Linked DNA regions of Mus musculus: regions 1, 2, 3, 4 and 5 are each linked to region 6. Evidence: chromatin contacts called from public HiChIP or PLAC-seq and promoter capture Hi-C data. All regions are on one chromosome and are shown on one strand. Each heading gives the region's core, a stretch centred on a gene start, on an enhancer-like site or on the middle of the called end of the contact. The rest is flanking DNA. Distances are from core to core; before and after follow the strand shown. Region 1 has its middle 250 kb from the start of 1700012I11Rik. Region 2 has its middle 200 kb from the start of 1700012I11Rik. Region 3 overlaps 1700012I11Rik (RIKEN cDNA 1700012I11 gene). Region 4 has its middle 290 kb from the start of 1700012I11Rik. Region 5 has its middle 180 kb from the start of 1700012I11Rik. Region 6 holds the start of Zfat (zinc finger and AT hook domain containing).

Region 1 (5,098 bases), core at 2,330-4,829, 780 kb before region 6:
TCCACCAGAGTGTTTTATAAGGCTTGGGTGTGTTGAGAATTGGATGTGTCTGCTGACCTCCCCAGCAGCAGTAGGCACTCAGTGTAAACAGCAGAATTGGGATATTATCTGGAACATCATAGTTGCTCAGGACTTCTGAGAGAAACTGGAATCCCCACAGTAAAAATGGAATGAAATGAAATGTTCTCAAAGCACAGAGCAAATAAGTGTTTTGCCAGAAAGTCCAGGAAATGAGGAGCTGTGACTAATTCCCAAGGCAAAAGGCAGTTCTTGATGAATTGGTTTGCATCCATTTCCAGCAGCATCCTGTACTAGATACTCTTGTGGATGATGCTTTCACTCTGTGCAGTTTCCTCTGTTGAAAGAGGAGCTTGGGGAATAATGGCCACCCAGGCTGTCTGAGCTAGACAGGGATGTGGAGTTGATGTCCACATCTATCATTTTGGGCTTGAATTTAGACATCCTTACCTACTTCTACTCTGAGTTTCTCTATCTCAAAAAGAAAGAGGGATGATTGGAAAATAGTTCATGAGTGCTACCCACCACCTCCCTGGTCCCCATATAGCATCCATTGTTAATTCTTTCTGGCCACCTGTCTCACTCAGCCCCATTGATCTTTGGAATAGTGTCCTAGCTGCTGTGAGTTAGTCCATGCTAGTTCAGGAAACAAGCCATACTTACACTAGTAAACTAATTATGAGTGTTCTTTGTTTGCTTCCTGTGTGTGCTGTACCATGTTCCACTCTCACAACATTAGGTCCCAGTCTTATTCCCATTTCACAGATGGAGAAATGGCACAACCTTATAGTTTTATGAAAACCAATTAAGCTGGGAGCTGTGATCATCCTGAGAAGGTCCTAACTGAGAGCAGGAAGAAAAAAATTCCTACCCATGTATCTCCTTCTTCTGGAGAGTCCTAGATAGATGCTTCTTCCTCCATCTTCTCAACCAAGGTCTACACTTGTGTCTGCTACAGGAAGCGTGTCAGAATCCATTCGTCAGAGTGACAGCAGTAGGGAAACTTCTGCTTTGGGACCATATGCACAGAAACCCAGCGGGTGTAAATGTTTTCTACTTTGTGTCAGTTTCTGAACAGCCACTTACCTCAACCCATACCTGAAGATACCTACTCTCATCCATTTGCTTCCCTTATGTGGAAATTCCCTTAAACAACTTCCTTATTGCTTCCCAATTGCTCAATGTTGCTTTTAAGGGTGAAACAGGCATAGGGAGGAAGCTTGGGCACATGACTTACCATTGAGAAAAATGATCTCTTAATCGTCCTTGACTTGGGACACTGTAGTATTTTCTCAGCCTAGAGAGAGGCTGTGAAGTTAGTGTGTTTGTATGCTCCTCATTCAGTTGTGGACATTTTTAAGAATGGGAGATTTTATTTTTCCTCTTTTATCATCACGAACGGAATGGTGGAATTGAGTAGTAGTATCATGTTAGGACAGGCAGCAGAGAAAGGCCTCTCTTGGGAATACCAGTCTACTCAAGTGATGTCATCCACATTTGGCATGGGCCTTCTTTGTTAGTGCTCTCTGACATTCCCTCACACATACACTAGGTATGCTTTACAAATCTCCTAGGTGATTTTAAAATCAATTCAGTTGATAGTCAAGACTAACCATCATAGCTAGCCGTGAACATCTTACTCTAAGCTCCCTATAGCTGATCCAACAAGCATCATTTATTCCCTGGGGACTGATAGTAACCTTGGATAATTTAAGTTTTGTCTATATCTCTTTCTGTCTCAATCCAGTTTTGCTCACTCTGTGTCTTGCTAGGTCCCCTTTTCTTTGGTATTTATATCATAGGAAGGAAATTCTACTCACTCAGTGCCAAGTTCTGGCTTTTGAGTTGACACTCAGTTCTCTGAATGTGATAAAGATGCTTCCTTTCCTGTTTTATGATGCTCCTTTGCCCCATCTCTCTGACTGGTTGGCATGCGGTAATGGCAAAGGGAAGAACTGCAGGCTCTTTGAGTGATATATACCTTCCATATTAAATGTGCTGTTTTCCCAGAGCATGGTCTATAGCACTGTGTCCTTTATTCTTCATTCTTATTTTACGTGTAAGAAACAGGCTAAGTCAGCTAAAGTGAGTCTCTCAGGTTACAAATCATAGAGCTGGGTTTTAAAGTTTGGGTTTCATTACTAAAATACATAAATGGGAGGGGACATTTAGAGAGTCTCAAAGAGAATTGGGTATATATGCAGTCAACTTTGCAAGGGAGAAGCATTTTCTGTTTTTTTTTTACATGTATATTTTAAAATTTTTATTCTTTGCTTGTATATTAAATCCTGACCACAGTTTGCCCTCCTTCATCTCCTCCCAGCTTCCTCTCTCCCCCAGATCCACTCCTCCTCTGCTTCCCCCCAGAAAAGAGCAGGCCTTGCCTAAATATCAACCTAACATGGCATATCAAGTTACAATAAGACTAGGCACCTCCCCTCGTATTAAGGCTGAATGAGGCAACCCAGTGGGAGGAAAGGGTCACAAAAGCAAGGTCAAGAGACATAGACAGCCTCTGCTTCCATTATCAGGAGTCCAATAGCACACCAAGCTACACAACCATAACATATATGAATATGACCTAGGTCAGACCCTTGCAGGGCCCCTGATTGAGACCCTATGAACTCTGGTTAGTTGCTTCGGTGGGTTTTCTTGTGGTGTCTCTGAACTGTCTGGCCCCTACAGTCATGAGAAAGAAGAATGTCTGGTTTGAATGAAGATATGGGGGCACAGCTGTCACTATGTTACTCTCTGTTACTCCTGCCTCTCAGTAGCCATGAGGAAAGAGGTATTTTTGTGAAGACAGATGAAATGACGCCATTCGCATTACAGTTCTTGTTTCTGCCACTCCTTTTGATATTAACCTGCATTTGACTTTAACTTTTCTGCCACGGCCTCTGGGCCTCAGGATGGTATGGTTTTTTTGCTGGGTCTTGAGCAGAGAAAGATATAAGGAAAGTAGCATTTAAGAGTTTCTGGATTTCTTTTGGGAAATTTAATCAAGGTGCTCCACCCTCTGTGGTACAGAGGTTGAGATGGAAGAAGGTAGGTGGAAGATTGTGGCAAGGAGTAAATACACTGATGATGACTGGGAAACGTGGAAAGCAAGAAGGGGAATACTTCCCTTGTTCATACTTGTAAATACTATGTATATAAGTACTTATCTTTGGAGTTCTACTTACTACACGAAGATATTCAGATGATTTGAGACCATACTTGTCCTATTTACTTGACAGAATGCTTCTCTGGGTTCAGTGTGAGTAAACTTTCAGAAGGCAGTGAGTCAAGTGATAAAGCCAAGGCTGACACACTTAAGCATAGACACTGCCTGAATACCTCCCTGCCCTGTTCCATACAGTGTGAAAACAGATGGTGCTCAGAAAGGCTATTGCAAGCTATTTTATTGCTCCATCCATGCTTATTACATTGGAAGTGGCTCTTCTGTCTGGCTGACTTTTGGCCCTCCTCCGGAAGTTCTGTGCCAGTTTCATTGCTTCTACAGTTTAGGCCAAGTGACATGTAGGGTGTACCCTGGAAACTACTCCCAACTTCCTCAGAAAAACACTTCACTTTCAGAATGACTAAGGCAGCACCCGAGGTGCCATGGTCTGAATATGTGTGTCCTCTGTGGTAGTTATGTTGCAACTGAATCTCTAGTCCATCAGTACTGGGGGTGGAGCTTTAGGCAGGGATTAGGCAATGAAGGCCCTACACTCAGTGATGAGTTTAGCACCTTCTTAAAATGACTGGAGGGAATTATCTATACTCTTTGCCCATTTGTTTCTTTTGTCATATGAGGAGACATCCATTCCCACTGGAGAATGTACAAGAGAATCTAGGAAGTAGCCAAATTGGAAGCAGAGATTGGGTTATTGGCAGACAAAGAACCCAGTGGAACTTTCACTTTGACTTTCCAACCTCCAAAATGTCAAATAATATATTTTTATGGTGTATACTACACTTGTTATCCAGTCTCGGATATTTTAATAAAGAAATGAATTGACCAATACAATGGCCTTTAGTGCTAAGAAATAGCAGTGTCCTTTGCCTCGAAGGAAAGGGGTATAGGTCCCATTTTCTAGCATCCAGGACCTCTGATGGTAATACAGTCTCCAAAGAGATGTACTAAGAACTGTGTCTCTGTTTTGTACAAAGAACTTCCATGAGAGTCAAGCCTGATAAAGCTGTTTCCAAACTCCCTGATTTTTGTAGACTAATGTTTCACATCTTACTGACACCTAGGAGGCAAATCAAATTCTGACCCAGAGATGACTGTGGTAAAAATATCTCCACAGGATTGTTGGACTAATCTACACGAGGCTATACTACCCAAATCCGAGGTATATAGAGCAGCCTAAATTCCATGGACTTGTTGGATCTTTGAATGAGTATCTTCTTATATTTACTCATTGAGCTCTCCAGTGTCCCATGTCCTAGGCTTGGAGAAGAGAGAATACTAGAGTTAAGTTTCTTATTTTATGCAATTTACATTCTAAAGGAAAAAGAGACATTAACCTAGCTAGCAAATAATTGTAGTTAGTCCTCCATTTTTAGATGTTCCACATTCCTAGATTCAACCAATCATATGCCGAAAATATTTAGGAAAATTTTTGTACTGAAAGTGCACACTCTCCTATCATATTCTTTAAATTAGTTACAATATAGCAACTAATTGTAGAGTGTTTCATTTCAGTAGATAGCATAGGTAATCAAGAGATGATTTCAAATCTTCAGGAAAGTGTGCATAGGAGTTACACCTGAGTACTATGCTAATTAATATGAGAGACTTAAACATCTGAAGATTTCAGCATCCATTGTGGATCCCTGGACCAATCTACACTTTTTATTGATGGACAGCCAATATGTGACACACTCCAGTGGGTAATATTCTAAAGAGATTTCATGTCTGATAAAAACAAATAGAGATTACTGACTGCTTGTGCTCAAGAGAAAGAATAAGAGAGGCAGGACTGAAGAGAGGACATTCATCAGGGAACTGGATTAGAGGAGGTAGCTGTGCCTCACACATGTGCCTGTGGAAGGAGGCAGATCCCAAGCTGGAGCGACATAAGGAACTCCT
Region 2 (4,617 bases), core at 651-3,150, 830 kb before region 6:
AATTTCAGTCACTTAATAACACCAGACCCTCTGGTGGCGTAGAGAGGAAGACATGCATTTTCGAGTTGTTGGCTGATGATGTGGGGTTGGCTTCTGGTTCTCTGGCCTCTGTCTTCCCATTCAGCTCTTTGCCTCAGAAGCCCCTTCCACCCTTAGGTCCTGAACCCTCTAAATTGAAGTCAGGCCTCCAAACTCTGAAAAGGGGGTCGCATTTCTTCTTTTCCTCCTCCGTGTAGGTAAGGGCATTCTTCGACTTGGAGATTCAATGCTATGCTATATGCCCTACCCCTGGACAAGGAGCTCCCCCTGCAAGATATTCTGTATAGACAGAGGCCAATATTCCAGCATCCATGTCAGTCTTTAGGAATTTCCTCCCTTTCAATAATCCCTGGGTAGTCTCTCATTACCTTTTGGATCTGGTCCAAAGGTTCTTTTTAATTATGAATCCGACTATTTGTCTCCATTTCATCTCTCTGGAAGTGGCATGCCGTTTCTCTCTGACTAGGAGGCAGCAACTTAGCACGTCTAACATTTCTTCAGTCTTTGACAGCCACGCCTGAGACCTTGAGGCAAGAAAAACCAGGCTGAAATCGAGAAGAGCAATTGTTTTGTAATGGGGAGGATGAAGGACAAATGAATGCTCTACTTCTGCAATGTGTGTGCATGTGTATATATCAGCTGGGGCTGAATGAGTTCAATTTAATCCTTTTCAAACACACAGTGAGCATCTCCTGGGATAGGGGCATGCTTACTTTATAGCTTATAGACATGTATCATGTGCAGAAGAAGTCAAAGTTTGGTTGGTCAAGAAAAATATGAAATCAGTTTTATTTAACTTAAAAATGAAAGTGTGTGTACGTGCATGCACACACACATGTGTTGATGTACATTAACAGATGTTAGGTGGGATTTACTGAAAGGATACTAGAACAGTCTTAAAAAAATATTCAGGAATACCATAGACCCATAGACATAGGATGGGGCCTTTGGGATTTTATCAGTCAAATTATAGTAGGGTAAAACAATGTCATTTTAGACTTCCAAACATAACACATTGAATATAGAGAAGTTACTCTCTAACCTGGGAAATGATGAGAATTCAAACAGTGGTTACAAACATTCCAGGACAACAATAGCAAAAAGCTTACAATGGCCAAGGATGCATGGAAGATGTGATGAGTAATGCTCAAATTAAGAAGAGGGCTCAGTACTAAAAGCCAGAACTAGAATTAGGAACAATGAGGTGGGATGCTTATTTTTGAACTGAACTGAAGCTAGTGGCTGAGACCAAACAATTGCTGAAGATACCAGAGGAAAACGAAATGATGTGAAGGGGTCCCTGGATTTTTTCTCTTTTTTTGCCATTGTCTTCTATCCATGTTTTGCATTGGCTAGGACATGCCATTCCCTGTACAGCCAGTAGAGAAGAATGAAGGATTTTCGAGGAATCAGGCAGAGTTATGAGCCCTTGCCATCAAGATTCAAGAACATTATTCTAGTGCAACTCAGCCCAGTTATCTGTGGTCCCTGGCTTTTTCTCTTCCAAGTTCAAGTTAGGAATGTGATAGCCATGGCTTGATTTGGGTGATCTCTTTGGATGTCTGGCTATGAGCAAGCTCATAGTACATGATGATCAAGGCGTCACACTAGCTGCAGTCTGGGTTTAAATCATGGATGTGTCTCTCATTGGCTGAGTGATTTTGGAAAGAAAATTTGGCCACAGCATTGTTTTTCCAATGAAGGAGATAACCCTGTTCTTCTCACAGTTCTCTTAGACCTGTGGTAAGGCCACCCTCCTCCCACAAACTCCCCACATATATACCGACATCAACCTGGTCAGAATTGTTTACTTTAAGCAATCCTGTGGTGTCCTTGTGTATGCCATGACCTAGTTCCTGTCAGGTCAGTAGCATTTCCCCATCACATAAATAAGCCTGCTGTAATACAAAAGTGCAGTGACCAGCGTGACACAGAAAGTAGGATTAAAATTTAATCCATGAATCTCCACGTGGGGCTAGGGTGGTGATGCAATACTCATTCATGTGAAGGGAAAGTAAGTGTTCCCCTCCTTCTGAGCATGCAGCAGAGCCATCTAAACACTGTATCAGGAAATATGGTATATCTAGATATCACAGTTTGGGCAGGAGTAGTGGTTAGGAAAGGAACTGAAAGATCCTTAAGTAGCCCTAGAGAAATGACCACACTCCCTTTGGAAAGCTGGTACTGGTCTATAGGAAGTCCTTACATGTTAATGAGAAGAGATTGAAGGAGATCTGGGTGCTCTATAGACCCTGGTCTTAGGGGAGGGCTTTGTATGGGCTTTACTATTAGATGGAAAACACTTAGCCTTGTTTCTATTCTTCAACATATCCCACATGGTGAAGGTGTTTTCTCTTTCTGGGGTCTTCAACTTCTTTAATTAATTTTTCTTTGCCTCTGTTTATCATAATCACTTATCTACGTACTTGGCTTTGGATTGCTTTGGGTTGATGCTTTGATTCATTTCTTTTCGCTTTTCTTGCCTCTTTTGTCTTCTTGTCATCGTCTTTAAGCAATCTGGTACAACTATCCATCTACATTGCATTGTAATAGATGACGTTTGGAATCTAGCAATGATTAAAGTGTACAGAAGGCTATCTGTTGGTTATATGCAAACTTCACACAGTTATGTAAAAAGAGCTTGAATACCTAGAGACTTTGCTCTTCATGGGAGTTTTCTAGAATCAGTTCTTCTTGAACACTGAAAAATCCTAGTATATGCATATGTCTTCACAAGGCTGTCCTTCAAGTATGCCTGTCTCATCCAATGGAATTATCTTTTTTTACATATCTTTGTTCAAATTTCCATCATTTGCTAAAAACAATGCCAAAAGTCACTCTCTTAAGACTCATGTGGAACCCATGATAATCAAATCCTAATGATTACACTTTCTAAGCCACTATTTTCAAATACATCTTATTCACAGATATGTGTAAATATGACTTGTTAGCTGACACAGTTCAACCCACAGGACCTACTATTATGCACTCAGCATTGCTAACCTGTTACTGGTGTTACCTCTATGAACTCCTTTCTTCAAGGCACCCTCAAACCATGGGGACCAGCAAAGAAAGTCTTTCTTTATACCTGGCCTTCAGACTTATAGCCTTTGTCTCCCTCTTCCCTGTAGAGTTAAACATTTCTCATTTTTTAAAAAATATTATTTTAATCAGTACAACATGTATATGTCTAATCTCCAGGGAATAGAAATTTAGCTCCGTGGCATATCTATGCAAACGTCTGCCAGAACGAGGCTGATCTGCTAGCTCAGGATTTAATAATAATAAATGGGGAAGAGAATTAAATTAGAGAGAACAAGAATAATCACCCGTCTCAGGTTCTCTTGGAAAAAAAAATTCAATCGCTTTCTGGGGAATCCTTACTCTTCACGGTTCCAGCACTCAACTCAATTTTCTCTCTGAAAACTAGTAGATTCAAGCGCCTTCCTGGAAAAAAAAACTGAATTAAAGCTATGCTGGAAAACTTTCAAGGACCCAAGAGAGCACAATCCAGCCTTGCTGGCTACCAGGTCTCTGTCCCAAGCATTCGACCTTGCCCTGTGGTGTGAATGCAGATAGAAATAATACACAGGGAAACAACCTGTTTGTGTTCCTAGAAAACTTTATTTACAAAACCAGGTAGGTAGCATGCTGGTTTTGACAGGAGTGACATGGGATCACACAGCATCCCAAGGAATTGAGTCAGAACTAGAAACTGTCTTGATCTTATCCCAGTAATCTCAGTGAGAGATGGTTGGAGCACTCTGCAAAGCCAGTTGCCACTTGCATATTCACCATTCTCTGTACAGCCTATCTCATACATTTTGGAAGAAGTTTGGGGGGAGGGTCTTTCCTATGGACCACATAGCTCTCTAAATATCTTTTGAATGTTCCATCTCCCATGCTGTCACCATCTACTCCAGGAAACACCTTAAATACCGATAACAATATTTTGGCCAACATTTCTTTAATTCCTTTCCCTCTCAGGTTACTTTAATCCTGTGAGATGTTGGTTTTAAACATATAATTAAAAGACAAAAGGCAGGTACTACCTGGGAACGTTACCTGGGATGGAGTAAAGAGGTAATTGGCTTCTGGGAGTCAGGTCCTAGCTGATTCTGCAGGATAAGGATGCTGACTGAGTTTATGGAGGAAACAAGGAAAGCCATTTAGCTTCATTGGATCTGTAGCTCAAAGGTCCTTGGGAAAATCTTTGGAGTCATAGCTTGGCACTCCAGTGGGCTTTATCAGGGCTAGTGAAGAAGTATGTAACCCCTGAGAAGTACCTGATCGCTACAATAGTGTGATAGTGCAGAGATTGGGGGAGTCCAGCCTGGTGCATAGAGACAGTTTAAAGAATCATGAAACAATTTTGAAAAGGTATCTTTTGGTGTTAAATCCCCAACAGTGATTGGCTTAAAAGCTTGTTTGTGAGAATGTTACTATTGGAAAGTTGTAGAACTTCTAAGATGAGTTTTAGTTGAATGACTAGGTCTTTGGAGGGGTACCCTCAAGGGGAGTAAGGTACCCCAGAACATTGCTTTTCTTTTGTTTATGAGGTGAGTGGTTTTGATTCAT
Region 3 (5,087 bases), core at 692-3,191, 970 kb before region 6:
TTCCTTCTCTCTCTCTCTCTCTCTCTCTCTCTCTCTCTCTCTCTCTCTCTCTCTCTTCCTTCCTTCCTTCCTTCCTTCCTTCCTTCCTTCCTTTCATTCCTTTATTCCTTCTTTCTTTTGGAATTGTGGACAGAATGCAAGAGTGTCACAAACATAGTTCATACTGGGACATTTGGTTCTTGGGTTAATGAAATCCTAGAATTATTTCTGGGTGGTCTGTGGCTTCAGACTTCTTGCAGTGGTTTCTGGGAGTTTCCAGGGACTCAGGGAAGGATTGCCACCACATCAAACCTCCTCCCTGAGCAAAGCTTCCCCATTAGTTAGAATCTAGTAAAGCAAGAGAAGGCCTGCATCCTGTCTCTTGCTAGGTAGGGAATACCAAGTGTGTTGTGGTCAGCTGGAGCCCAGGAATGGAATTTAGCAAAAATGACAAGAGCCCTATGCTCTGGGCTTATGTTCTGGGTATTTCCTTGCGTAGTCATATTTTAACACCTTTGAGACTCTCTTAAAAGGCCTATCAGTCATTCATGCTGAATGCAAATGTATATACCTCTGCCAACATCTCCCAAATAATTGCCAGATGAGAGGTGGGACTTTGAAGAGGCTTTGGACACAGTTCTTTCCTCCAGGAAGGAAATGTAACTGATGAAACTACTATGACCTCAATGTTGTTGGGGCAAAGTAGTGTGTAGAAAGATAAGCATTAAGATTGGGGCCAAGCTGAAGATAAAGGAACTTAAGTAGGTGATGTCTCTGGAGGACAGTGGAGGTCAGGGCCCCTGCACTGGGTTTGAGGACAGTTCATGATGCTTCTGGGATCTAAGCAATTCAGGTAGGTAGAGTGTAGAGGGCACTAGGACACAGAAGGGGTACTGAGAGTATAAGGGGAGTAGACATGATATAAAGGGCCTGTGGCTACATAGTAGCACTCTTTCAGGACAGAGGGGAACCTTTAGTGGGTGTTAAGTAACTCACCCTTTTCTCAGATGAGTTTGGATACATAGAGAGTGAACTGCTAGACATCAGGAGAAATGAGATTCCAGGAGTGTGGGACCACCAACCGTGTGGGCACAGTGATGAGAAGCCTACCTCTTCTACTTTGCTTGCCACCAAAAAGCTGGATCCTAGCCCACCTGTACTCCCAAGGCTCTGGGTAGTCTTCTTAGATGGGTGTTCACCCTCTTTTTTCCTGGAGGAAGCTACCACTGTACTTGTCTGTGGAGCTTCTGACCCACACAGTGATTTCTGTGACATGATATCTGGAGCTTGTGACATGATATAGGAGTTCTCTGTGTGTTTGCTCTAAGACTGGAAGCAAAGGGCAGATACAGTCCTTGACCTGCCAAGTATTAGATGTTAAATACCTGTGGTGCCTGTACCTGCAGGATGCCCCACAATGCTGGTATGCCAGGGCATCGCAAGGACTCTGTCTCTGATTTTCCTTGGGTCTAGGCAGAATCTCCAATAGGATCTTGAACTATGGAATAAGTGGATAATATATGAAAAAACAAAAAAGAAAAATAAGGGGGATGTCTCTCTCTGAGTCTGTTAGTCTCCTTGACTCCCATTTCTAATCTTTCTCCATGGCTTTTGTCTGCTCCATTAACTCTTCTCCTGGTATGCCATGTGTGGTTGTTCAGACTCTACATGGTATAAGATCTACCAGCTGCAAAAGGACCACCAGTCAGTCAGTAACTGATATGAGAATATAAACATTTGTAGAGATGTGAGTCTCACCACTGGGCCCCAGCGCATTAAGGGAGAAGGCTTTTGATACAGAGCCAGGGACATACTCTAACCACAGATGTGCTCTGAGCTTCTCTTGAGGCCCCTGTGCTTACTACTTGCTGGTCTTTTATGCAAAAATCTCACTCCTGTCTAACACTGATGAGGCTCGGTGGGTGTAGAGCTTCCTGTCAGTTGCACGGTTTTCTGATGGGCAGGAAACTCAAGCTTGACACAGGAACTGTATGAGAGGCAACAACCCAGACTGCATGAAAGCCCTCAGCTTTTGGCAGACAGAACCTCAAGCGAGGTTGCACACCAGGAAGGAAAGACAGCAACCAAGTCTGAAAATCTCTGTAACAAATAGAACTGAAAGTGACATTTGGGAAGCTCTTCCCCAGTTGGCCCTGCCTCTCACCTTACCTTCATGCTTACATACAGCGACTTGGGGTCCAGATGACACAGCATACATTTGACAGTCACTGACTGCAGAACAGAAGACTATAAGAGCTTCATGATGGAAGGAGAAAAAAGATGGAGAGAGAAAACTTGCCAGCTGAGGTTTTGTTCCTGTGCAAGAAGCTCACTCCATGCATCCTCTAGGACTTGACTACCAGCAGCCACAGGAAGGAGGACTCATTACTGCCTCATCCTCAAAGACCTGTGATTCTATCCTTAAGACCAATTGAAGACAGGACACCTGCCCTGCTCTCCTAATCAGTGAACTGCAAGCTTGCTTTGCAAGTGACTGCTCCTGGCTGGCACTTTGAAGTCTTCTGAGAGCATGCAGCAAAAACATCCTGGAGTTAGCTAGGATTCAGTACTGCTGTGGGCTTGCTTCTTAGATGAAAGGCTGACAAAATCTGTCAGAGATAGGAGAAGGTGTTTGCCAACTATTTTTCCAGTGTCCCTAGGGTGTTCTCATCAAGAAAGTAGTGGGAGATGCTTCAACACTGTCCCTAGGGTGTCATCAGCAGGAAGTCAATAGGAGATGCTTCAACACTATCCCCAGGGTATCTGCATCAAGGAGGAGGTGGGAGATGCTTAAACTCTGTCCCCAGAGTGTGAGAACTGACTTGAGCTGAAGAGTGTGTGTGTGTGTGTGTGTGTGTGTGTGTGTGTGTGTGTGCACACGTGTGCGTGCACGTGTATGTGTTTTCCATAACTAAGACTCGAAGGGCCCCAGAAGAGTGAAGCTAAGTCCAGGGACAGATGTGACTCTAGGATCTACTGATAGAAGATATGAGTCAGACAACCCAGGTGCTCCTCACTCCCTGATGAAGCTCCTCCCCACTGTACAAGTGATTCACTCCTGTGTTTACTTCGGGTAGCCAGAGATCAGTTTGCTCACTTTTTCACTCTGCCCAGGCTTAAACCATCATTGTGTAATGTTGTAAACTTTAAGAAAGGGCAACTGTAGGATATGTTTCTCAGATATCTAATGAAACCTTGTGTCTTAGTTGGAGTGTTATTGCTGTGAAGAGACACCATGGCCAAGGCAGCTCTTATAAAGGAAAACACTTAATTGGGGCTGACTTACAGTTTCAGAGGTTTTGTCCATTATCACGATGGGAAACCCAGAGGAAGACATGGTGCTTGATGAGATGAGAGTTCTACATCTTGACCTGAAGAAAACCAGGAGAGTTTAAACATAGGACATCAAAGCCCATGTTCACAGTGATGCATTTCCTTTAACAAGGCCATACCTACTCCAACAAGGCCACACTTCCTAATAGTACTACTTCCCATGGCCCAGCATATTCAAACCACCATGCCCTGCATGGGTGGTCTTCAGTCTTAGGAATAGGGATAAGTGACTGTTGCTGCTGAAGATGATCAAGTTTGGCTTATAGAAAGATCATATCATTCTATATAGCTTATATTATTAAGAATGATGTGGTGATCTTTCTATATAGCTTAGGCTCGCCTCAAACTCCTGTCTTAGCCTACTGAGTTCTAGGATTACACTATGCCAACACACAGTCCTCTTCTCTTGAAATGGATCCAAACTCTTGCCTGTTCTTTGTAGCACCTAGACCCATGCGCAGTCTTGGAAAAAATGCCCTCAATTGTCCTCATACACCCTGTGCAGCAAGTTTGCTGATCTCAGACTCTTGAAGTGTTTCATCTTTTCTTTCTCTGTGATATGAGTTCCTTTCCAAACCCTTTGATCCTAGATGAAAGGAAGGTGATGACCGAGCAGGCCTTATTGGATTTTGCCTCACAATCAGGTATGTCTTTGGACCACACAATGGTAGATTCTGTAGTACTATGACAAAAGAGTGGGTGGTAATCCCCAAAGATCTGCAGTGCAGATGCCCATCACCAACCTCAGCATTGGCATGATCCCTACAGAGGGAAGACATTATCCCCATCCCCATCACTTCCATTGTCCTTAACTTCAGTTTGCATAGAAACAACCACATGGCACAGACAGGGCCACCAGCTCACTCCAGGTCATTTGCTGGTAAGTGATGGGCCTGGGATTCACATTCAGGCAGGCTGGTTTAAACATCTGAACTTTTCTACTGTGCTATGTGTATTTGTATTTGGGGAGAGCACCCACACTACTGAAGCTAGGGGAACCCATGGAAATCTTTGAGTAGGGAAATGATGGGCTGAAATTCTGGTCTTTGATGAGCTAATGGAAAGCTGAGGATGTACCTTAGAGTTTTATTGCTGTGAACAGACACTATGACCAAGGCAACTCTTAGAAGGACAGCATTTAATTAGGATTAGCTTACAGGTTCAGAGGTTTAGTCCATTATCATCAAGGTGGGAACATGGCAACATCCTGGCAGATATGATGCAGGAGGAACTGAGAGTTCTACATCTTCATCTGAAGGCTGCTATCAGAATACCGGCTTTCAGGAAGCTAGGATGAGGGTCTTAAAGCCCACTCCCATGGTGACATACCTACTCCAACAGGGCCACACCTTCTAATAGTGCCACTCTCTGGGCTGAGCATATAAAAACCACCACAGGATGGATCTAGATGCAGACAGGCAGGTGACTTTGACTCAGGCTTTGGTGGCCAGCACAGACCATGTGTAAGCCACAACAGACCTTAAAGGCATCCTGAGCTTCAGGCTTGTAAGTAAGTAGACCAGTGTGGTAGTTTGAATGAAAATGTCCCCCTAAGGTCATAGGGAGTGGCACTATTAGAAGGTGTGTGGCCTTGTTCAAGTAGGTGTGGCTATGCTGGAGCAGGTGTGTCACTAGGGTGTGGGTTTTCAGGTCTCAGAAGCTCAAGCCTGGGCAGTGTGTCATTGTCTTCTCCTGTTGCCTGTGGCTAAAGATGCAGAGCTCTCAGCTCCTTTTTTAGTGCCATGTCTGCTTGCATATCACCATGCTTCCCACTA
Region 4 (4,608 bases), core at 456-2,955, 740 kb before region 6:
TTGAGATGATTAATGAAAACTAGAAGGTGTCATATTTGAGGAGGGGCTCAATGGGTGAACAGCAGATTCCAATTTATGCAAAAAGCCAACTAAGGCATCTGGAAGGGCATGCACAATTGCAATTCCATTTTACATCATTATGCCTTGAAAGAGCACATGCAGCCCTGAGGACCGTGCTCATCACAGTCAGACTACCCTGGTCCATGGAGTCTTCTACATTTCCCTTTGACTAAAGCTGCTACTAAGAGCTGCACTTGGGAGCCCAATGGATTTTTTTTTTCATGTGGACCACACCAGACTCATATTGTAAAACTACACATACTTTTATGGGCGTTTTGAAAGGAAGACGATTCAGTGGCCACACATTTGAGATCTGAAGAGAGCTGTAGCCCAAAGGAACTTAGATGATGTGTCAAAGTGACTTCTGCAATACTCTTTCAAGCATTAAGGCATTGGAAGATGTTATTAAAATATCAGTCCAGAAAGGCACCAATACTGTTGAAATCTCACCCCTTCTATTCTTCATGTCATTTCTGAGATACACAACCTTTTAAAAAAATTACTAGTTCCTTTTCAAAAATTTATTTCATTTAATATGCCAATAAATTGGTCATTATGTCTACCCTAATGCATTAACGTAGCATAACAGTATGGGGTAAATTATAAATTGTTTAATAGTAAGATTTATTGTTAATTTCCCATGACATTGGTAGAAAAAATTCAGACCACGTGTTTACTCTTGGTCCCTAGAATGATAGAATAAAGAATAGCTTGGAAGAGTAGGTACATTTCAAATAATATGAACCAAGTTTAGGAAATTTCTCAAATTATTAGTGTGTGTCCATGTGTGGGTATGCATGTGCATGTGTGTGTGTATGTATGTGTGTGTGAGTGTGCATGTGAGTATGTGTATATGTGTGTGTGTGTGCATGTAAGTATTCGTGTGTTTGCATGTAAGTATTCGTGTGTTTGAGTGTGTGTGTATGCAGGTGAATATACCTGTTAGTGTGTATTTGTGTTTAGTGCATCAGTGTTTGGCATGATGTATGTGTGTATGTGTTGTGTATGTGTATGTGTGTGCAGATGCACATATGAAAGTCAGACAACTTTTTAAAAAAATTATGCTTATTTATATCCCATACAACTTTTGAGAGAAAGTTCTCTGCTTCTATCTTGTAGGATCCTGGCACTAAAATCAGGTTGCCAAGCCTGTGCACAAGCATCTTTACCCACTGAGCATCTTAAAGGCACAGTTTAGCAGATTCTTTTTTTCTAAAACTCCATTGTGTACCAAGCAATTTTTCACCATCTCTTATATCACCAGCCATGACTAAGCTGCCCAGTGACCCACTTTCTCCATCTAGGCCTCACTTCCCAAGGTTTCTAGGATTTTCCCCAAATAGTGCCACCCTCTGGAGTCCAAGCACCCAAAACATGAACTGGGGTGAGGAGCATTTTAAATTTAAACCATAATACTGTGGTTGAGTCAACAGCCCCATAAGCCTAAGACTTAGATTTTCCACAAAGTAAGAAACAGCCACAGGCCATGAATTCCTTGAACATCATGGAAATCTTTTGATAAGAAATGCCCATTTACATGTCTTAAACCCAACTTTCTCAGATTCTTGTTGACAACTTCTAGGTTTCCCATTTTTCAGTTTCTGCTACTAAAAATGACTCACATGACTTAACGATGCTGACTTTCCCTCCCCCTGCTTCCTTATTTCTTCTCAGCAGAAATTCTGCCCCAAGCTAAAAGGAACAGGGAGAGCACATGACCCTGCACTTTAAACAAGTAAGAATTAAATATTTATTAAATGCCAGCTCTACACTTAAGCACTTTCCCTACACCATTCCAAATATTCTCCACAATTATGCAAATCAAATCAAATTGCTCTTACATTTAAAGATGATCATGGAAACCGAGGGCAAAATAAAAATTGGTATTCTCTTTCACACATCCAGGGTAAGTAGGCACAAGATTCCCCCCCATGTGTATCCTTTCAGAACACCTTTTCCTCTCCAATGTGATAGGCCTGCTTGAATCTTACATGAGGCCAACTAAATGTCAGATCAGCAAGATGCTAGGAACACCTGGGCTCCACAGAGAGAAGATGTTTGGGCTCAGGATGGAGATCCACTAGGGGAAAATGTCTGGGCTCCACTGGGGAAAATGCCTAGGTTGCATTGGGAGGTGATGCCTGAGGGTCCCTGAAATATATGCCTAGACTCTACTGGGTGAAGATGCCGGAGTTCCACTAGGAGAGATATCTGGCTCCACTGGGAGGAGATACAACGGCTCTGTTGCGAAGGTATGTTTGAGATCCACTTGGAGAGATGCCTGGACTGACTGGGAAAGGATTCCTGGGCTCTACTGGAGGAGGATGCTTGTCATCCACTAGGAGATAACATCGTTTCTTTGAAAAACAAACAAACAAACAAACAAACAAACAAACAACAACACATACTGTGTCAGCTGCAAAAAAAAAATCTTCCACAACACTGTAACATTAGCTATGCATATGTACAGTGTCCAACTTGACAGTTGCTCAATTTGTTAGATGAACGGGCTCATTCAAATACCATTGGTCATACACAGTGGGGGACTGATATGCTAAGCTCTCTACAGAGGGGTTTACAAGGGACTTTTCTTATCATCAATGTGTCATGACTGACGCTTGTTAGTAAGATCAGAAGCCTATGCTCAAGTACCTTTGGCTCTCTGAGAAAGCCGGTCTGGGAAACCAAGGGGCCATTATGGCCAATCACTGTCTTATCCAGCAACATAAACTGGGAATTGTTTCCCATGTGCTGTTCATGACAACTTATGGTTGGCCACCTGTCTCTGTTTTATTGCCTATTAATCTTTAATATTATACTAGCTGGCAGCATAAAGCCACCATTTGGAAGCCCCAGTACGTTAAAGAACAATAGCCCTATAGACCCTGCCAATTCCAATTTCTTGAATGTTTAGGGTCATTAAGTGGAAGAAAGACAACCCCTTCAAAGTCATTATGCTTCCAGTGTTCAGAACCAGCAGCAGCTGTTCTTGGCTGGTGTGGTTCAATTCTTCAAAAAGACACAGTTCTGTTCTTGAAGGGCTAAGCTTGATAAACTGTCAAAGTATCGGCTTTCAAAATGGAAACGTGAACATGCTACGTACACATGACCTTCCTTTTTAGTTTTATTCGTCTAGAGGTTTATGTGTTTAGCCAGAGCTATATTTTGGGTTTTGTGTTAGTCACTGAGGAGGAATATGAGAGAGTCAGGCATGGACCTTCTTAATCAAGAGAACAAGCAGTCTATGTGCATTCATAGGAATCACTGCAAAGCTATCAACTAAGTTAAATGAAATCGCAGGTAAGCATGGAGTTTCTTCCATGCATTCTTATATTTTAACTACATAATAAGTGATGTGTTTTTGTTTTCAGTTTTTATTTTTTTTATAGTCCAGGGATCTCACTCTCATGCTGTAATGTTGAGATGAGTACAGCCATCCTTCCAAGCCAGATGGCATCGGGTATTTTGACCTGAGCATAAAGGGGACCCTGTATCATCATAGAAACATAATGTTGTACATCTACAGATGGATAACTGACCAGTGCGTGTTACGGTCATCCATGGTTTACTTCAGATGCTGCCTAGACTTTTTATGATTTTTAATACAATGCTTCTCAAGCTACACATGATAGAAACAATTCCTTCTGTTAGGATTAGGCTCTGAAATTTTTACTGATATTTATTGTTTATGTGGTTTGATGTTTGAAGAAACTATTTGTGCTCCCCCCCCCATATTTATCAAATCGTCAAACTTGGATTTTTTTTCATGTTCCCCTTGGATTATTCAGGTTATGACTTTTTACCTCAAAATGTTTTGTCTTCCCTTTTGGAGTAAGAAGTTCAGAAAAGCAAACTTTGGTCATCATCGACTCTTATTATTAATGGAATTGAAATCTCATAGGGTAGCTAGAGTGTGAAAGACAGGAAGAACAGGAGTGCTTGGCAAAGGGAAGCTGCCACTTGTCACTGCTCACCGAGAATCACAATTATGAAGCATGTATACAAATATCATACCTTGACTTCCTGGTCTTGTGGATAATAAGATTCCTCTGATACTTTGGTCTTAAATATTTATCTAATCACCCTTTATATACACTAACTCTGAGATAAGTATTAGTTAGTTTCCCTGTTGCTGTGATAAAATATGCTGGCAAAGCAATGTAAAAAAGAAGGTTTTTTTTTTTTTTTTCCTGGTTCACATATTAAAGGTACAGCCCCTCAGACTCGGGTAGTCAAGGCATCAGCAGCTTGAAGCAGCTGGTCACATTGCTTCACAGTCAGAAGGCAGAGGGTAGTGACTGCTGTGTGCAGCCAGCTTTGGCCTTTCCCCTCAGTCCAGGGTACAAACCCAGAGAATAGTGTCTGTAATACAGGACTCATCTCAGTTAACCTAAATTAAGAATATCTCTCACAGGAATGCCTAGAGACCACTTTTTACCTAAGTAACCCCATGTAGATATGCCGGAGGCTTGTTGCCCAAGTTGATTCTGGATCTTGTCAAGTTGACAATTAATATTGACCATTTTATAACATAAATCACCTTATAAT
Region 5 (4,419 bases), core at 1,369-3,868, 850 kb before region 6:
CTCTCTCTCTCTCTCTCTGTGTGTGTGTGTGTGTGTGTGTGTGTGTGTGTGTGTACGTTGTCCACTGTTGGATGGGGGAGGGAGACATGTCAAGGGCAAAGCAAGACACTGGATATCTGCTGTATTGCCTTGAGGCGGGGATCTCTTACTGATGTAGAAGCTCACCATTTTGGCTAGGCTGACTTTTCTGTAAACGCCCAGGATCCTTGCTAATGCTGGGGTTACAAGCATGTTCATGCTTAACCTATTATGTTAGTACCGTGGGTGGGTTTGAATTTAGGTTCTCACTCTTACAAGGCCAAGCACTCTTATCCACTGAGCCATTTCCCAGCCCTTCTCTATGGTTTTTAAGACACAAGAGACCTGAAGCTGTGAAGCTAAGGAGTCTATGTTTTTAAAGCCGAGTCTCTGATACTACAGGAATCTGCTCTGGGAAAGAGTCACCTAGTAAAGCTTGGCTCTTTCCTTATAACTCCCTCATGCCTGGCTCAGATGGTGCTCTTAGTTTGGGGGTGCAGACAGAGAAAAGGGAAACAGATTGTTAAAGGTCTGAAAGTCGAGAAGGTCAAAATGGAGGGTCATTTCCAGTTGTCTATCAGTAGATGAGTAAGGTTGACGAAGCTCTGTCTCATGTTGCCTATAATATGTCTATTGTTCTGAAGTTGGCACTGCTTAGCATGGGAGGCAGGCCATGTTGGCTCTTGCCACTGTAACCTTGGCACTACTAATTAAAGGATGCTGGTGGAAAGCCACCCTGGCATCCACAAATCCCAGGGAGGCAGCTGCATTAAAAGCTAACATTCAGTTTCTAGGGCTTTGGGGCAACCTGTGGTGGGAAGTAGGTGGTGTCCAGGAAACTTGGTCCTGGAAGAGTATGTGCAGCTCCTGGTTACAGGAGAGTTGAAGGGGAGGGGAAGGAGGCTTCTCTGATCACCTTCCGAATCCTGGAAGTACTGAACCTTTGGTGATAGTTGGGGAAGGTATTCCTTCCTTGCCTAACTCCTTTCCATACTTTGCTTGGCCTCTAAGGACATTTTTTTCCAGGATAGAAATAAAGTGGCCTTGAGAGGAGACATGTGGGTCCATTGTTTGAAGCCCACTTGAGATTTTGTTTTACAGTACGTAGAGACAAGGGAGGGAGATAGAGAACAAGAGATGGGGGGGGGGTGAGAACAGGATCATGAGTGTTCTCACCCTTGAGAGTTTGATAGCATGGCTGTGGGTTTGAACCCAAATTCCCACCCTCACCCTTGCAATATGCTGGACGCTTCCAGGGAGCAGCTGTCCCTCTCTTATCTTGTCTCTCCATGACTTGTATCAGCACTGGTAGTGTCCAGCTCAGAGTTGTGAGGAGAAATAAATGAGTTTTTTCCATCTAGAAAAAATGAAACATTAAATGATTAAAGTAAAAGTAAAATAAGAAAAAAAAAGTAAAATAAGATGCTAGTGTGTTACTCACTACCTGAGCACCAGATACTAAGGGCTTGTGAATGTCCAGTTTCATTTCTATGGCTTGCTACCATTATAATGGAGCCTATTGCCTATTGTCAAGGCTTTGGACCCTCTCCTTCAATGCTTTACTGAGTTGGAAGATACACGTGAGTTATTTTGTCTCTTTCACTGTATATATAAAATCATGCTCCAAGGCTCAAACTATATTAGATATACAATTACATATACGCTTAAATATACATATATGTATATACATATGTTTTATGTATATATATAAAACACATTAGTGCACACATATATTATCTGTTATCTATATGATAATATGTGCACATATATAAAATATTTGTGTATATACATATGCACATCTATGTCTACATTATATATATATATATATACATACATACATATATATACATATATATATATATATATATGATCTATGTGTAGTTTGGAATCCTAGGTGACCCCACAGCTTTCAGTTCTTAGTTTGGCTTTTTAGACCTTTCACTCTGTTCTTGTTTATGACCCAAGGACCTTACAAGGCTAAAGTGCTAATGTCCATCAGTCCTGGCTTCATGCCTCTCCCTAGCTCCTTGACACTCACTTCTTTGCCAACTGCTGCTGCTGCCCTGAGATCACAGTGTTGGAGGTAGAAATTCCTCCCAGTGCTGCCTGTGGTGACACCACATTGTGTGTCACTAGGCAGCTGAGTGATCTACTGGCTGAAATTCCATCTTTTTCCAGGATGAAGTTAATCCACGTTCATCCATGTGCTTCCTGGTGCTAAAGCCCTAGTAAGATCTTCTCGAGCCCCTGCCTCAGAGGATTCTGACTCACTTGGCATCTGGCCTCACGTCTCCTAGACACCCTCTAAGCCATGGGCCCCTACACAGGTTATTGGTGCTTTAAGTCTTATTCTACATCTGGTATAACTTTTATAATGCAACTTTTATTGTGAACTAGTAGTCAGGCCAGTCATGCTACCCCAATCTTACAGTTGAGGAACCAGCAGGCATCTCTGCTCTATATTATCATACAGCTAATCCTTGGGTCCTGGAAGTGCTGCCTGTCATCTGACTCAGAAGTCTTGTTCTATGTTCTGTCTCTTGATGTAGTGAGAGAGCTGAAGACACGTGGCACTTTTGGCTACAAGCCCAATGACTTTTAGTGTTGTGCCAGGCCCTGCTCTGAGCTGAAACCAGAAGTCACAAGCTCAAAGCCTGCATGTCGTAGGAAGCTGCCAGGGGCATTGATGTTGGGGGCCAGAGATAACTGTGTCAGTGAACTAGCTTTGAAATCTGCCAAGGGAGAGGATGGAGCCTAACCCTTTACAGGACATGTGTTTTACCTTAGAAGGACCTGTGGGAGGCTAAGGTTCAGTATTGCCAAATAGATTGAAAATGCCATGCACTGGGGACTTTAGGGAAAATTACTACTTGAGAGTACTAATACTCTGTGTGTGTGTGTGTGTGTGTGTGTGTGTGTGTGTGTGTGTGTGTGTGCATGTTAGCTATAAAAACACATATGTCAGGAAAATTATTCAGACAAGCTACCACTTCTGTACTTCTGCTGTAGACTATTTTATATCTTGATAAACTATTTTGTTAAAGTGATTGATAAACATAATTAGTCTATGTTTGTTTGGTGGGTATATTTTACAAAGCTACCTTAGCTACCCAGGTACATAATGGCCATCCAACCAGGGACACAATGACGAAGACAGCTTGACTTATGGTGGATAGGGGAAAGTAAATCAGGTGGGGGATGTTGGTTTAATAGTAGCACTGGTTTGGAAGGCCCTATGGTTGAAATACCTGAGAGTAAGCCTCGTGGCTGAGCAAGAGAAAGGCTCTGCTCTTCCAATCATTCCCAAGGTGGTATGAAGCACACACTTCAAAGGGACAACCTCAGGTATGAGTCTGCAAAATTCCCAGGGTAGGACATGGGACCAAAGTGACCCCATAAATGCTAGTCATGGGGCCAGCTCTATCTGTGAATCCCAAAGAAAGATAAAAACATGTGGACTTGTCTGTCCAAAAATTATCAATAGTTTTTACTTATTTATTAATTATGTGATATAAAATTATATATTTACATAATATGTATAACATATTATATCTGAAATAAATATTAATATTAATAATAATAATAATAAACACAGAGAAAGAAGAAGATACACTTAATGGAGAGCCCATCAGAACATCATGCTGAGTGAAGTGACTGTTCAGCCTAAACATCCTTGAAGTCTGATCTGGGAAGATATCATTAGCTAGTGGAGTCAGTAATTTCTGAGCAGTTACTATGTGTTTGACATGACCTAAAGTCATGCCTATTTTTTTCCTATTTATTTATTTATAAATTTCCCTGTTGTCTTCTCTATAGCCTCATGGAGCAGATATGTGTATGATTCCATTCAACAGGAAAGAAAAATGAGGCACTGAGATATCAGGTCACTTGTTCAAGAGGTTGCTGGAGAATGGCAGGCTCCCACTTAACCCAGGCAGTCTGACTCTGAAACCCACAGTCGGAGCTGTCTGATCATTTCTTTCTACCACATTATTTTAGATTGCATTAGTCTCCACTTGATCTGAAATTCTTCCTCCATCTGGCCTACATGGAGCACCCAGAACTCCCCAGAGCCAGGCACAGGGACCACACCTTAGCCATCACACTCCCAAAGCTAAGGAGGCTGAGGTTCCCACATCAAGACAGGTGGCCTGCCTGTGTTGAGAGGTCTGTGAAGGGAGTTCACTGGAGGACATTCCTGCCTGCCATCATTCTGTCACAAAGGCCCCGGTGACAGAAAGCACAGGGCTTTATTCTCTGATTTGGACTCTGCAAATCAGTCTGTTGATTTGCTCATATTACCCTGCCCTGCCTGACTCAGCATTTTCTGACCCCAGCTTTGTAACTGATCTTTTTCCCTGCCACATGGTGTCAAGAGAGCCAGGTACCCCAGGAGACCTG
Region 6 (4,617 bases), core at 527-3,026:
ATAAAAGAAAATGAGAGGAGGAGAAACAGTGTAATCACCCAACTCTGACTAGGCCTGCTCTGAGCAGCCACTAGATTCTCCTTCAAGACAGCGATAGCTGAGAAGCTGTTGTGTACACTACAAGGTGGGAAAAGAAAGAAGCAGAAACCTTTGCACCCAAAGCAAAAGATACCATGAAAAAGAGACCAACACAGAACAGAGCTGGAACACACACAGAACAGAGCTGGAACTGGGGCAATGACCACCCAGCCTGTTTACCACCCAAAGCCGCCTTTCCAACACCAAAACGGGAAATTTCCCAGAAACGAGCTGACAGAAATACATTTTGTTCAAACTATGAGCCTTCTTCACTTGTCATGGCTGGAAAACAGAAAGATAACCTGTTTGGGGCTTGTTGTGTGTCCCTTTGACCTATAGCCACTCTGTAGCACCAACACTAATTTCACAGATCAAGTGATAGGTTCCAAAGCTAAAGGTGGAGAGTAGTGGAGGTAAGCCCCAGGAACGTGAGTTTTCTGTCCCCTGTATGGATGGACCCAGGCTCCAGCAGGAAACCACAGTGACGTGTACAAATGATCAGCAGCTCCTTCACTCAGTCATTCAATAGAAGGTCACCCCTACTAAGAGCCTGTCTGAATTCCAGGGGACAGTGACAAAGGCCAAGCAAACATATGGTTCACATTGTTTTCCAAGCCAGAAGTCCGATCTCTTTAAAGCTCCACTGTCAGGAATCTGGGCTCTCAACTTTTCTCTTCTTCAGTGAATGACCAACTAAGAACAACCAGGAGACACTGGCAGCGACCCTCGGAAGTCAGGGTCCAAGAGTCTAAATTGGTGTCAATCACAGGCTAGAGGTCACAAGCTTAAGGTTAAGGGGAGTCACCAGGGGTTAAGTGAAAAGTCTACCCTTCCAATGAGACCAGCTAAAGCAGCTTCTGGCTAGACAGTCTGAGGGCTGCCTGGAGGAAGTGGCCTGGAGCCACTTCGTTCAAGCGCACGAGGACAATGCCCTACAGCACTGGGCCAAAGACAGAAGGCAAATGACTACTTGCATGGGACAGGGTCACCCGTGATAAAGCCCATCTCTCTCATTGGCCGCTCCCTCTGAAGGTCACTAGAGAAGGCTGGACTTGAAGCACGTCCTGGCTAAGAACACGGGGTTGATCACTGGGAAGGGGAAGTCATCTACTTTACGAAACTGTTGACTAAGCAAGAAGCCAACTCAAAGCTCACACAAACAGCGGCAGGCAACGGGACTCGAACACCTATGCAGCCAGACGCCCGCGGATGGCCGCTGGCGGGCGCCCTGGCACCGCCCACAGCCCTGGAAACTGCTCCCCAGGCGCGCAGGGCGCTCCCCTCGCTTGCTCTCCACCGCCTCCCTTTTTTTTCTTTCCTGCGGCAGGATCAAGCCAGCTTCCAAACGTGGGCCGCAGAACGCTGCGACGTCGGCGCTCCGCCCGCCCGTGGATCCCTCCGCCGGCCCGAGTCTGCGCGCGGCCTCCCCACTGCACACCACGAGCGGTTTCCCGCGCGGCGCCGCGCCCCACCCCCACCCCGCCGCGCCCCAACCCCCATCCCCGCTCACCTGCCGTCCGCGTCTCCATGGCAACGCCCCCACGGCGGAGGAAAAAAAAAGCCTCGGGCTCTTCCCGGCTCCCTCCCGGGCTGAGCGAGAAAGTCGGACACCCTGAGGAAACTTCGCTCTTTATTTTGATTTTTTTAGGGAAAGAGCCGGAGAGGTTATGGCGAATCTGCGGCATCCAACATGGCGGATGGAGTCTTCGCCCTCCTCTCCCCGGGGATCCGACGCCTACGTAGCGACGTCGGTCGCGGGGAACCGCCCTCGGCACGCAAGGCACAGTGCGCATGCTCGCGGCTACCCTAGGTGCCGGCCTCTCGTCCCGGCGTTCTGCGCGCTGTTTTGGGCCACGCCCGGGGCGGGACGCTGTGATCCTGGGACGTGGGAGTCAGGACCCGGAATGTCCTGAATCCTCTTCCGTGCGGGGACGGCTGCGAGTGGGCAGGCTAGTGCGCCCCTTTGCATACTAGCTTTTCCGGGGCTCAGTTTCCCAAGTTGCCGGTCGGGTTGACTAGGTGTAGTTGGCCCAGGCAGGCTCTCCCAGGGTCCGGGACGAGCCGGGTTGGAAGTGACAGTGCCTCGCACATCTTTTTTTTTTTTTTTTTTTTTTTTTTTTTTGGAAGCTCAGTGACCACCTTTCCGTTTTTTATGTTAGGAGCTTAGAGCCCCCTCCGCACGCTGCAGGAAGCGTCTGTTCCACGTAACTTTGATAGAATATATTTCTACCGACATCGAAGTCCCTTATCCCTACCTATCTTGGTCAGCTTTTTAGCATTCGAAACTGGGAATGAGTTTTAGAGTTGGCCAATTAAGTATATATATAATAATAACAGTCGTACTTGTGCTGGTAAAGCTATCTTTTAGAAAGGTTTTTAAATTAGCCATTGTAAAAAAGTACTCCACACATACAGAAACAAGAGAAAAATGTTAAAAGAAGCAGGACGGAAATGACCGGCGTCTGGGCAGCCCTGGTTTGTTTTTACAGTGCTGGTGAAATGCTGAGTATAGTCCTTCTGTAGTGTTTAGCTTGGAGTGCTCCTCAGACAGCTCTAGGTTCCTCTCTCTTACCCCCACAGGTCGAGGTCATGTGTTTATTACTTCTTCACATTCAGTTGCGCATAACTGTTTGCTACCCCTTTCTGCCATGGACTGAGTTTGCCGAGCGGAGAGAGGGTCCTGTCACAAAGGCCCCTGGGTCTTTTAGTCTTTGCCTACCCATCACAGATTTCATAGTAATGCTACTGAACGACTGAATGAGCTCATTCATTTTGTTCACTTTTTTAAAAACAAAAACCAGAAACGTTGACGTGCCTTTGGGCAGTGAACCTTAAGATGACTGGTCTAATTCTTCATTCTTCTGTTTAGTACATATTTAAAAACATCTTTATTTCAGTGGGCAGGTGAGCAAAGGACAGGTGTTCAGGAAGGTTGTGTAGCTTTTTTGAGATCACATAGACAGTCCATGAAGTGTGTGGCCCCACCTTTCCACAACCCACCAGATGCCGGTAGACACAATGTGAGGAGAATCAGGAAGTTGTTGCTTCACCTCCACTAACTTCTGCCTCAGGGAGGGCTGCGTGGCAGGGGAACAGTAACATCTTTCATTTGAAAATGAACTAACCAGAATGCTGCATTGATGTGATTTCCTTTTTAGAACTCCAAATATTTACACTAATTTTCTGTCAGGACATGTGAGTTGTGCTGGTTGCTGACAATACTGGTTTTGTGCTGGGCTGCCTTTCTTAAAAAGCAGCACTGAAATACTATTGATTGATTAGCAGGTGGGTCGATTGCTCTTGAATGTTGTAGCCAAAATCAGTTTTGGAAATGAAGCTAGTTAACATATATCTCAAAACTCAATGGCTCCCAAACAGTAAAGCCAAATTTTTTTTAAGAAGAAGAAGAAGAAAAAAAAAAAAACTGACTGTAGATGTGGTCTTGAGGGGGTGAGGGGTGGCTGTGATTTTTCTCCACTATTCCTTCCTTAAATCTACTCATTTTTTCAAAAAAGACTTATTGCATATCTTTTCCCAGGCTGGTCCCAAGAAGGAGGAAATTAGTAAGGAAAGGGACGGAAGGCAGTTTTGTGAATGGAGACACCACAGTTGCTTCCTCACCTTCTTGTGTGGCTCACACTTTCAGATGGGGACATGAGTGTGCACTTAGAAGGCAGAGGCTAGCTTTCAGTCTTCTCTATTGTTGTGTACCTCATGTTTTGAGATAGGGCCTCTTGCTGAACCTGAAACTCATTGTCTGACTAGCCTGGCTGGCCAATGAACCCCTAGGATCCTCCTGTCTCGCTCAGCACTAAGATCACAAGCCCACCACACCTAGCGTTTTTTAGAAGGTGCCTAGAATCCAAACTTAGGCCCTCATGTTTGGGCAAAAGAGCTTTACCCCTGAGCCATCTCCTTAGCCCTGACTGACATTTTTAATCTTTACATTTCTAGATGCCTTCAGTTAAGAGAGAAGAACTAATGGAATGAAATGGAAATCACTGAGAAGTTCATAATGAATATTCTCATGCTTTATTGGTTCCTAGAGGAGCTCGGTCCCAGCTTGCCCACTAGTGGTAGTCCACCTATCAAGAGGGCTCAGGGAGGAATCCGTGTCCAAATCTATGGACATGACATGCTATTTAGTTATATGAGAAATTTAGTGGCCTTGCATAATTAAATATATTTGTAGCAATATTAAATAATTATATCAATAGTAAATGCATTTATATGAAAACAGTTTATGTACATAATTTTATATAGTACTGATTGAAATCAGTCTTAGAAAAGGATACATATAACCTTAGCATGGATTTTGAGCCACAAAACTATTAAAAGACAAGGAGAGAAAGAAGCAATTTTAGTCAACATGTTAAAAACCTAAATAGGGATGTTGTCCAAAAGGACAGCATAAGCTATTGATATCAACATGATTGTGACCTTAGGTAGCAGTAAGAGCCAGAGTCACTTCCTCATAGATCTCCATGTTTCATTCACCTGTGTGTGCCCAGTATGTAGGTGTTAGTACTGAGTTTTTCA

The links. Promoter capture Hi-C pulls out the DNA fragments that hold promoters and counts their contacts. HiChIP or PLAC-seq counts read pairs in DNA pulled down with a chosen protein or histone mark.
Region 1: a contact with region 6 is called in an H3K27ac HiChIP or PLAC-seq map of acute myeloid leukemia, with 5 times the contacts expected there. The contact joins the enhancer-like site here to the promoter of Zfat in region 6. A contact is called at or near these places in 3 of 39 promoter capture datasets (the 3T3-L1 cell line, hippocampal neurons and second pharyngeal arch cranial neural crest), 4 of 115 datasets of contacts at active chromatin or transcription factors (acute myeloid leukemia, bone marrow-derived macrophages and embryonic stem cells) and 1 of 9 other capture datasets (liver).
Region 2: a contact with region 6 is called in an H3K27ac HiChIP or PLAC-seq map of acute myeloid leukemia, with 2.6 times the contacts expected there. The contact joins the enhancer-like site here to the promoter of Zfat in region 6. A contact is called at or near these places in 13 of 39 promoter capture datasets (the 3T3-L1 cell line, 3T3-L1-derived adipocytes, the C10 cell line and 8 more), 5 of 484 Hi-C or Micro-C datasets (embryonic fibroblasts, erythroid progenitors, neural progenitor cells and 1 more), 11 of 115 datasets of contacts at active chromatin or transcription factors (the NIH/3T3 cell line, VIP interneurons, acute myeloid leukemia and 8 more) and 2 of 9 other capture datasets (embryonic stem cells and macrophages).
Region 3: a promoter capture Hi-C map of pre-B cells shows a contact between it and region 6, with 4 times the contacts expected there. The contact joins the enhancer-like site here to the promoter of Zfat in region 6. A contact is called at or near these places in 6 of 39 promoter capture datasets (the 3T3-L1 cell line, the C10 cell line, embryonic stem cells and 3 more) and 5 of 115 datasets of contacts at active chromatin or transcription factors (bone marrow-derived macrophages, epiblast stem cells, extraembryonic endoderm stem cells and 2 more).
Region 4: a promoter capture Hi-C map of the HPC-7 cell line shows a contact between it and region 6, with 5 times the contacts expected there. The contact joins the enhancer-like site here to the promoter of Zfat in region 6. A contact is called at or near these places in 2 of 39 promoter capture datasets (the C10 cell line and the HPC-7 cell line) and 2 of 115 datasets of contacts at active chromatin or transcription factors (bone marrow-derived macrophages and large pre-B cells).
Region 5: an H3K4me3 HiChIP or PLAC-seq map of bone marrow-derived macrophages shows a contact between it and region 6, with 6 times the contacts expected there. The contact joins the enhancer-like site here to the promoter of Zfat in region 6. A contact is called at or near these places in 2 of 39 promoter capture datasets (the C10 cell line and HPC-7-derived erythroid cells), 6 of 115 datasets of contacts at active chromatin or transcription factors (the NIH/3T3 cell line, bone marrow-derived macrophages, memory CD8 T cells and 2 more) and 1 of 9 other capture datasets (macrophages).

What each region holds. Positions count from the first base shown.
Region 1 is chr15:67,478,307-67,483,404 of GRCm38.p6, forward strand. No RefSeq gene overlaps it. Among named protein-coding and RNA genes, the nearest start is that of 1700012I11Rik, 250 kb to the left of the region's middle. Within about 2 kb of position 3,580, at least 42 of the 459 cell types and tissues checked have an H3K27ac peak or open chromatin away from gene starts, as enhancers often do. A contact at or near this core is called in acute myeloid leukemia and bone marrow-derived macrophages, where this site is marked.
Region 2 is chr15:67,422,186-67,426,802 of GRCm38.p6, forward strand. No RefSeq gene overlaps it. Among named protein-coding and RNA genes, the nearest start is that of 1700012I11Rik, 200 kb to the left of the region's middle. Within about 2 kb of position 1,901, at least 14 of the 459 cell types and tissues checked have an H3K27ac peak or open chromatin away from gene starts, as enhancers often do. A contact at or near this core is called in acute myeloid leukemia and liver, where this site is marked.
Region 3 is chr15:67,288,065-67,293,151 of GRCm38.p6, forward strand. All of the region lies in intron 5 of 1700012I11Rik (RIKEN cDNA 1700012I11 gene), which reads left to right. Among named protein-coding and RNA genes, the nearest start is that of 1700012I11Rik, 64 kb to the left of the region's middle. Within about 2 kb of position 1,942, at least 77 of the 459 cell types and tissues checked have an H3K27ac peak or open chromatin away from gene starts, as enhancers often do. A contact at or near this core is called in pre-B cells and pro-B cells, where this site is marked.
Region 4 is chr15:67,512,561-67,517,168 of GRCm38.p6, forward strand. No RefSeq gene overlaps it. Among named protein-coding and RNA genes, the nearest start is that of 1700012I11Rik, 290 kb to the left of the region's middle. Within about 2 kb of position 1,706, at least 15 of the 459 cell types and tissues checked have an H3K27ac peak or open chromatin away from gene starts, as enhancers often do. A contact at or near this core is called in the HPC-7 cell line and bone marrow-derived macrophages, where this site is marked.
Region 5 is chr15:67,403,108-67,407,526 of GRCm38.p6, forward strand. No RefSeq gene overlaps it. Among named protein-coding and RNA genes, the nearest start is that of 1700012I11Rik, 180 kb to the left of the region's middle. Within about 2 kb of position 2,619, at least 34 of the 459 cell types and tissues checked have an H3K27ac peak or open chromatin away from gene starts, as enhancers often do. A contact at or near this core is called in the NIH/3T3 cell line and bone marrow-derived macrophages, where this site is marked.
Region 6 is chr15:68,257,080-68,261,696 of GRCm38.p6, forward strand. Zfat (zinc finger and AT hook domain containing) reads right to left here and starts at 1,777. Exons shown (of 16, transcript NM_001145888.1): 1 at 1,589-1,777. The coding sequence starts at 1,607.